2 separate regions of the Sus scrofa genome follow, and region 1 is linked to region 2. A link is a contact called in public Hi-C data. All regions are on one chromosome and are shown on one strand. The core of a region is the stretch at or near the end of the contact, and the rest is flanking DNA. Distances in the headings are between cores, read along the strand shown.

The links. A called contact is a pair of places that touch in the nucleus more often than the background predicts.
Region 1: a contact with region 2 is called in a Hi-C map of omental adipose tissue, with 2.4 times the contacts expected there. The contact joins two enhancer-like sites. A contact is called at or near these places in 26 of 47 Hi-C or Micro-C datasets (adipose tissue, alveolar macrophages, brain and 15 more) and 1 of 2 datasets of contacts at active chromatin or transcription factors (alveolar macrophages).

Annotation. Positions count from the first base shown.
Region 1 is chr18:49,198,982-49,203,967 of Sscrofa11.1, forward strand. No RefSeq gene overlaps it. Among named protein-coding and RNA genes, the nearest start is that of TNS3, 240 kb to the left of the region's middle. Within about 2 kb of position 3,195, at least 13 of the 83 cell types and tissues checked have an H3K27ac peak or open chromatin away from gene starts, as enhancers often do. A contact at or near this core is called in omental adipose tissue, where this site is marked.
Region 2 is chr18:48,841,217-48,845,687 of Sscrofa11.1, forward strand. All of the region lies in intron 4 of MRPS24 (28S ribosomal protein S24, mitochondrial), which reads left to right. Among named protein-coding and RNA genes, the nearest start is that of MRPS24, 18 kb to the left of the region's middle. Within about 2 kb of position 2,370, at least 5 of the 83 cell types and tissues checked have an H3K27ac peak or open chromatin away from gene starts, as enhancers often do. A contact at or near this core is called in omental adipose tissue, where this site is marked.

The DNA.
Region 1 (4,986 bases), core at 1,945-4,444, 360 kb after region 2:
TAAATGGACACTTCATCAAACACATGAAGCTGGTTGAGCTCAAACAGGCAAATCCACAAGTAGAGCGGGGATTCAGTGTGCCCTTCAGCATCTGCTAGAACTACTACGGACAGAAAATCAGAGGGGGTGTGGAAAGCCTGGACAAGGCAAAGCAGCCACAGGTCCTGATGGATCCCGAACCCCACTCAACGGCAAGATACATATTTCTTCAAGCACCTGTGGACCTTTCAGCAAGTAGACCTCCAAAAAGCGGAGGGCGGATCCTGAGAAAGGGCAAGGGTCCTCTCCAGGGGGGCTTCGGGGTTTCGCAGACATTGGCTGAATGCCTACTGTTTGCCAAGAGCAGGGCCACCGCCTGCCACTTAGCTCTGGTTTATTGGTCCATGTGCCTCTCTGCTGAAGAGCCCAGGAAATCTCCCCCCCGCCCCGCGCCCTCCCCAGCACAAACGGGAGTGGGCCCGGGTGGGAGTGTGCTTGCTGAATCTGGGCCAGATCCCCCCAAGAGGCATGGGTTGATCCTCAGCCAGGAGCCATGGAAGCTGGCATCTGGTTACCTTGCTCAAGATGGAGCAGCCGCTTCCAGACAGGGTGGAGATGAGGTGATTTTAACTGCCGGCAAGCTGGCGGATGGCTGTTTCCACTTCCAGATAATGAAGCTCAGGCTTGGAAAAGTTTAGGTACCTGAACACAGACCTGGCTGCCTTTTTTTTTTTTTTTTTTTTTTTGCCAGGCAGCATGGGAGGCTGTGAGAACCCAGCCGTCAATCCTAGAGCGTATATCCTCCCTGTGGCCCTGAGAGGCTGTCCTTTCACACCCTTGCCCAGTGAGCAATCTCTCTCCTGCACTTGGCCTTCCATTTGCACAGGAAGAGTCCAGCTGAACAGAGCCACAGTCTCCGAGGATTTGCGCTGAATACGGTGGTGGCTGAGACCATCGTGGGCAGCATCGCCCCCTGGTGGCAGCAGAGTTTACTACAGCAGGCAAAACAGACCTTGCGGGTCTCTGTTGGCTGCTAAGCAGCGGGGAGAGAGCCGGCGAATGAAATGGAATAAACTGAGTTGTCTTGATGTGGGGCGTGGGGAAGCCGCAGCCGTGTTGTCTGGCTTCAAAGACTGGGTCTGTCGCTTACTCACTCTGTGACTTTGACAAGCTACTTGACCAGACCAATTTTCTCCTTTGTCAGATGGGACCAGAAGTAGTGCTTCCGTGACAAGGGCGTTCTGAGAACCACAGGAGTGAATCCACGCACACAGGTTATAAAAGTACCTATAGGGAATTGGCACTTAGTTATTTCTAGCTATATTTATCTTTTTTTTTTGTTTGTTTTTTGTTTTTTTTTGTCTTTCGTCTTTTTGTTGTTGTTGCTATTTCTTGGGCCGCTCCCTCGGCATATGGAGATTCCCAGGCTAGGGGTCCAATCGGAGCTTTGGCCACCGGCCTACGCCAGAGCCACAGCAACGCGGGATCCGAGCCGCGTCTGCAACCTACACCACAGCTCACGGCAACGCCGGATCGTTAACCCACTGAGCAAGGGCAGGGACCGAACCCGCCACCTCATGGTTCCTAGTCGGATTCGTTAACCACTGCGCCACGACGGGAACTCCTAGATTTATCTTTAAAAAATATATAATTAAGGAGGTCCCGTCGCGGCACAGCGGATTCAAATCTGACTAGGAACCATGAGGTTGCAGGTTCAATCCCTGGCCTTGCTCAGTGGGTTAAGGATCCGGTGGTGTAGGTCGCAGACATGGCTTGGATCCAGCGTTGCTGTGGCTGTGGTGTAGGCCGGTAGCTGTAGCTCTGATTGGACCCCTAGCCTGGGAACCTCCATATGCTGCGGGGGCAGCCATCAAAAGACATATATATATATATATATATGTATATAATTAAGAGTTCCTGCTGTGGCTCAGAGGGTTAAGAACTCGACTAGTATCCACAAGGTTGCAGGTTCAATCCCTGGCCTCACTCAGTGGGTTGAGGATCCAGCATTGCTGTGAGCTGTGTTACAGCTTGCAGATGTGGCTCGCTTCTGGTGTTGTCTGTGGCTGTGGTGTAGGCTGGCAGCTGCAGCTCCGATTCTACCCCTAGCCTGGGAACCTCCATATGCCACACGTACAATAATAAAAAGGAAAAGGGAAAAAAAAAACTCATGGAGCTGTACACCAGTAAGACAAGGATTTCATTGTATGTAAAGGTAAAAATAAATACAAAATATTAGGCCACATTTCTGGATGGCGGCCCAGTGCGTTTTCTGAGCAATATTAATCCTTAAACTTTATTGAGCATTTACTCTGTGCTGGGCATTATCTCACACACGCCTCCAAACAACCGACTAGAGTGATTTTTAAGAGGGACGCCCTGCTGCAGGGCTGAGAAAACCGATGGCAGCTGGGGGACAAATTTGCCGGCAGAACCAGATCATCCCGGAGGATGAGGTTAAGAGCCTGAGCACAGCCCGACTTCAGCCCTCCCTCCTCCTCCCCTTTCTCTCCCTCAGGCTTTTGGGGCAGCCTAACCCAGGGAGGTGGCCAGGCCCGGGTATAAGATAAGGGGCACATTCTTTGTACAAACACAGAGAAACGTGGAAGGAAGTCAGGAGAATTGCTGACCTCTCTTCGTGCTCCCAGGAGCAAGGGCTTTGCGGGGCTAAACTCACTGCTGGGGGAAGATGCCTTCCCTTCCTGGCTTTGCAGCAGCAGACCAGAGGGGACTGTGTCCCCCGGCTCGGAGGCTGCATCCTGGCCCATCTTCCTCCTCCCCCCCCCCCCCCCCCCCGCCACCACTGGGGCCAGTGATTTTGGAAGAGGGGGACTGCGCTATGGAGTACTGTGAGTGTGTGTGCGCGCAGGTGTGTGTGCAGGTGTGTGTGTGTGCTTGTTTGCTAATGTGGCTTGGAGGTCCTTATCAACCTCAAACCGCAGTGACCACCAGCAACAGGCACCAAAGAGTTTCAGCGCCGTCTGTGTTCAGCGGCCAGCAGGGACCACACTGGGTCACCGGGACTCCAGGACCTTCCTGCTGCCCAGCAAGGGTGGCAGGAGTGGCTAACAGAGCCTGCAGCTCACAAGGACCGGGATTGCGGGGTTGAAGTCACGTTAATGCTGTGGATTTAGAGAAAGTGGGCGGTGCCTTTGCAGAATTTGAAATTCCCATTGGCTCCTGGGAATTGGTAGACTGCCGCCCACTGTTCACCTGCCCAACGGCTGCCCGCGGACGCTTTCCTATCACTGCTGTCATGTGTGGAAGCACAAGCACTGTGGAAGGAAGGCTTTAGAGGAAAACACAGAATGGTAACTGTAGTTGTGCCAGAGTGTGTGTGTGGAGGGGGTATCCCCCCTTTTGTATTTTCAGAAATGGCTCGAATGCTGAAATCTTTTATATTATGGAAAACGCCTTAGTAAGCGCTCCGGGCAGGGTCTGCGCAGGGCTCCGGAGTGGCCGGCAGGGGGCGCGCGCCCCGCGGGACTTGCGCGGAGCGGAGGAGGAGGGATCCTCGCGGAGAACGGAGGCTGGGCCCGGGGCTGGGGGCGGACGAGATCGGTGGACCGGTGGGGGCTCGCGGACCGCCCACTGGGTCCTGAGCCAGGCTGGGTGCTCCAGAACTTTCCCGGGAGGGGATGGGGGCGCCAGCAGGGACCCCGGGCCGGAAAACGGGATGCTGGTGGAGGTGGCTTCATCCGGAATAGACGGGAACCCCAAGAAGGCTGCCCTGCGCCCCCCGCCCCATCTGAACCCGGCGCGCACCTGCTCGGCCAGGCGAGAAAGTGGCGGGGGTCTTCCAGAGCTTTCTGGGTGCTGGGGAACTTTGCACGATTAACTTGTGGGCTTGCACAGAGCGTCTCCGTCCCACGCGGGGAGGGGACCTGCTGCCAGACACGCGAGGCCAGGCTGCTGGGGACCCTGCTCAGTCCTGGAGGGCTCTCACACACACACGCTCCCCAGCTCCGCAGAAATGGGGGAAAAAAGGCTATTTCCCAAGCAGAGGCTGTCTCAGGGACTGGGTACCTGACCCCAGACCCCAGCTGGCCGAGGGACCGTGAACCTCTCCACCTGGAATCCGAGGAGACATGGTGCCAGTGACTCATTCCAAGACAGGAATAGGATTAACTATTATCTACAACCTTATTACCCTTAAAATTGACCTGGCTTCCCTTATTGGTCCAGCCCCAGGCTGTCTTTGTCCCCACACCGGAGGGCCCACTGCAGTCTTCGTCCTTCTGCCTGAATCCCCGCCCCCCCAACCCCAGGACCAGGAGGCGTCCCTTGGCTGGTACTACTCAGGGTCCTGCCAGACATGCTTCCAGACCCCTCTGCGCCTGCTCTGGGTCAGGTGCTGGGGATGCAAGGAGGATCTCACCCCGCCCCCAGGTCCAGCGATGGAAGCACGGACACTGGTGACTCAGGGCGATGGGCGTCCCTCCTGGTCAGTCCCGTCTTCTGGAAATGTCCTTATTGAGAGCTGGGCTTCTCGTCCTCCCGCCTCTCACCTGCTCCTGCATCTTTGACGTCTTCATCTCGCTGTGCTGTCTTTCCTTGTTTTCCTGTCCTTCCACCCTCTCTTAAGTGGAGCCTGGTCCGCGCCTTCATTTCATGACCTCTGCTCTGTTTTCACCCAATGTCTGTCTGACAGTCTGAGAGTCTGAGTCTGTTCTCCGTTCCATCTGGTCCTGTCTTAGGGATGCTGATTTTTCCCCTAAACCCTTGGTCCTTTCAGACTCCCCAGCTCCATTGCTTCCTGACCTCTGCTTCCTGGGGTGTGGTCTTGTAGCCAAAAAGTGGCCTCTGCACACTGACACCAATTAAGTCTTGGAGACAGAGGGTTGGGGGAAGCCGAAAGAACAGCTTTATTGCTTTGCCAGGCAAAGGAGGCCACGGCAGGCTGACGCCTCAAAGCTGTGTCCTGACTTGAGAGGGGACAGCAAGGGGTCTTATAAGTTTAGCTTGGACGACAGTGTTATTGATTGAGGTGTCTCCGGAGATCATTTT
Region 2 (4,471 bases), core at 1,120-3,619:
GGTCGAATCGGAGTTGTAGCTGCTGGCCTGCACCACAGCCACAGCAATGCAGGATCCGAGGCACGTCTGCAACCTACGTCACAGCTCATGGCAACACCGGATCCTTAACACACTGAGTGAGGATCAAACCTGCATCCTCACGGAGACTACATCGGGTCCTTTACCCACTGAGCCAGGACAGGAACTCTGACTTTTAAATGATGGCCATTCTGTTCTAGTGTCTGAACTGGTATGAGGAGATACCTCATTTGCATTGCTCTAATAAGTAGAGATATTTTGCATCTTTTCATGTTCCTGTGGTCATCTGCATGTCTTCTTTGAAGAAATGTCTATTTAGGTCTTCTGCCCATTTTTTGATTGTTTTTTTTTTAATATTAAGCTGTATGAACTGTTTATATATTTTGGAAATTAATCCCTTGTTGCAAATATTTTATTCCATTCCATAGGTTGTCTGTTAATTTTGTTGATGGTTTCTTTTGCCATGCAAAAGCTTTTAGGTTTAATTAGGTTCCATTTGTTTATTTTTCTTTTTATTTCCATTACTCTAGGTGAAGTATCCAAAAAATATTGCTGTGATTTATGTCAAACAGTTTTCTGCCTATATTTTCCTCCAAGAGTTTTATAGTGTCTGGTCTTATATTTAGGACTTTAATCTATTTTGAGTTTATTTTTGTATATGGTGTTAGAGAATGTTCTAATTTCATTCTTTTACATGCAGCTGTCCTGTTATCCCAGCACCACTTATTGACCACTTATTGAAGAGATTGTCTTTTCTCCACTATATATTCTTGCCTCCTTTGTTGTAGATAATTGACCATGTGTCTGTTTTGCGACAGTACCACACTGTTCTTAAAACTGTAGCTTTGTAGTATAGTCTGAAGCCAGGAAGCCTGATTCCTCCAGCTCTGTACTTCTTTCTCAAGATTATTTTGGCTATTCAGAGTCTTTTGTGTTTTCATATAAATTAAAAAAAATTTTGTTTTAGCTCTGTGGAAAATGCCATTGGTAATTTGATAGGGATTCCATCGCATCTGTAGATTGCTTTGGGTAGTATGGTCATTTTAATAGGATTGATTCTTCCAATCCAAGAGTATAGTGTATCTTTCCATCTGTTTGTGTCATCTTCAGTTTCTTTCACTAGTGTCTTACAGTGTTTGGAATACAGGCCTTTGCCTCCTTAGGTGGGTTTATTCCATTCCTAACTTTAAAAAACATACTCTTAATTTTAAAAAGAATTGATATAATTTTTTAAAAAAAGACTGTATCTCAAGTTAAAGCCAATGCTGGAGTCCCCTGGGGGCTCAGTGGGTTACAGATCTGGCATTGTCAACTACTGTGGCTTGGGTTGCTGCTGTAGTGTGGGTTCAATGCCAAGACTGGGAATTTCCGCATGCCTCAGGTGCATGCAGGGGGGTGGGGAGGGGAAGCCAGTGCCATGTCTAATGGTACAAAATCCAAAATATTCCCACTGAGTTAAGGACGAGAAGAGATTGTTAGTTCAAAAGTCCCATAATCATACTTTTAAGGGATGTATCTTATCTCACTCTCGTAAGCACATTTATCTTGTTTATAGACTTAAGAACTCTTCCAGCTAAAGGGAACTTCAAATTAAATTTATAATATGGTTGGTAGTCTTTTATGTACACAGCACAGCCTGTTGCGATTTCTCGTATAATCATAACCTATAGTCATTCAGACTGATTTCCTAAAGCTTAGAAAAGCATTTCACTCAAAGGGTGACGGAGGCTTGCAGTGGTTGTGTCTTTGCCCTTCCCACACATTGTTCTGGAGCAGGATGTGGGACGTTTTCAGCAGCAATGCAATCTCTGATCTTCATTTTGTACCGTGAGAAAATACAATTCTTTCTGGAAAGACCACTGCATGTGGCACTGATCAAAAGGGTATTCATGAAAAGCCAGGGCTGCCAGGGCCCAGCCTCTCTCACCGGGCTCCCAGGTATGTCTCTGGCTGGGGAACTCAAGTTTCTGCAACGTAAGTCTAGCTGGCCTCGAGTGGGATAGACCCAGGAATGTGCTTGGCATCGGAACAGGCCGAGCCGGCTGAACTTCACAGAACAGACCCGCTTCTGTGTGGTGTGATCTGAGGAAATAATCCGTTTGAATTTCCTAACTTGAGGGCAGTTGTTTTTTCATCCTAACTGTTCATAATTAAGATTTGTGTCTTTATCAACGGGGAGGATGGGCTGCCTGGAGCTATCAATAACCACCTACACGCGCATGGTTCTTAGTGTTGTCTGGGCGGCTCACTGCGGTGAAATGCATGGGCCGCCGGCCTCCTCTGCCCTGCAGTGGCTCCTCCTCGCCAGCCTGGCTCCCTGAACAGCCCAGCTCTCTCGCTTCAGCTTTGTCGATTTGGCCCAGGAGAAAACTCCACGTCAGTCCGTGCTCGTTGTTGAGCAGAAGGACCTTGTCCCCTGGGCAGCTCCCACCCAATTCTTGACACCTAAGGCTCAAAATTGCTCTTCCTTCCCTCTGGGACTCCCCACCGTCGGAAACTGGCCAGGCCACTGGGGAAGCCAGTGCAAGTTAGAGATGCCAGGAGGGTTTTTCCTTACATACTTCCTCTTGATTTGCTTTTATGCCTCGACTGTATGATTGAGTAAGGCAGAAACATCGAGAAGGTCAAGAACATTCTGACCTCAGTCTGTCTGACCAGTTTTTTGTCCCTTTTTTTTTTTTTTTAATAAAGTATAATTTTTTTTTCCTTTTTATGGCTGCACCTGTGACTTATGGAGGTTCCTAGGCTAGGGGTTGAATTGGAGCTACAGCTGCTGGCCTACACCACAGCCACAGCAGCGCCAGATCCGATCCTTGGCTGCACCTACACCACAGCTCACGTTAACACTGGATCCTTAACCCACTGAGCGAGGCCAGGGATTGAACCCAAATCCTAACAGACACCATTTCAGATCCTTAACCCACTGAGCCACAACAGGAACTCCAAGAAGTATAATTTCTTAGCGCCCACCCACTGGGGGGAAGTTGAGAAGTTTTGTCTAGCTGTGGGAAATCTGCTTCACTTTCCACATCTGGGGTCCCTGTGACAGGAGGTGTGACTCTGCAGAGAGGACCGGCCCGCCCCATGTCCACAGCTCCTGGCATCAGAAGGGCTTGTGTTGCGAGCCCTGTGGCCCAGTGATATTCACAATAAAGGAAGCCACGAAGAGGGTGGGTTTTCTTTCTGTGTCTTCTTCAACTTCTGTTGTTTGGGGGATTTTTTTTTTTTTTTTTTTTTTTTTATCTTTTTGCTATTTCTTGGGCCGCTCCCGCGGCATATGGAGGTTCCCAGGCTAGGGGTCTAATCGGAGCCATAGCCACCAGCCTATGCCAGAGCCACAGCAACTTGGGATCCGAGCCGCGTCTGCAACCTACACCACAGCTCACAGCAACACTGGATCCTGAACCCACTGAGCAAGGGCAGGGATCGAACCCGCAACCTCATGGTTCCTAGTCGATTCGTTAACCACTGCGCCACGACGGGAACTCCTGAGGGATATCTTGAAGGAGATTTCAGAAGACTTGGCTTTCCTTCTTTCTTTCTTTTTAGGGCTGCACCTGTGGCATGTGGAATTTCCCAAGCTAGGGGTGAATCAGAACTGCAGCTGTCGGCCTACACCACAGCCACAGCAATTCGGGATTCGAGCTGCATCTTCAGTTTATACCAGAGCTCATGCCAATGCCGGCTGCTTAACCCACTGAGCAAGGCTAGGATCAAACCCAAATCCTCATGCATACTGGTTGGGTTTTTAGCCCGATGAGCCACATGGGAACTCCAGAAGCCTTGGCTTTTTAAAAGCAATCAGACATCCTGGGTCACAGAAACCCAAATGCAAGGAAATGTGTTGTGCTTCTTCTCATATCTGGCCATTTTGTAATTATAGCTGTGTTCTATTGACCCAACTTACTGAATCTGCCGTGACTCCAGCGTGTTCTAACTGCTGAAGCCAGATATCTGAATACACTGAACTTGAATCTTTGAAAAGAAAACAGGCTGAAAAGTGTTTGTTCAAGGAGCTATCAATGCAGCCTGAACATGCAGAAAGGATGGAAGCCCTGGAGAGGCAGGCAGGTCAATGGTCCGGCACCTGCTGAGTGGGATCCAGTTTTAACCCTTGGCTAGATGGACCTCGGACGCCTTCTCATCTTAATATCCTCTGTGAAAGGAGAACACAAGTACAGACCCTCCCCAGGGCCCCAAGAGAAGTCAGTGGGAGTAGCTGTACACCGTGAAAGCTCTCTATGGACTTTATATGTGATTATGAAAATTGGGTTTCAAGATTCATTCATCCTCCAAGCATTTTTGTCCCAGGGGCTGGGGATCCAATGATTTGAAGCTATGTCACCAAGACAGTATTCCTGGAAACTGGAAAATATGGACCTCAGTAGCATGGGCAGAGCTCTGGGCAAATTTGGGGCCCACTTGGACCTGCAGGGTGGTATGTTTCTTTATG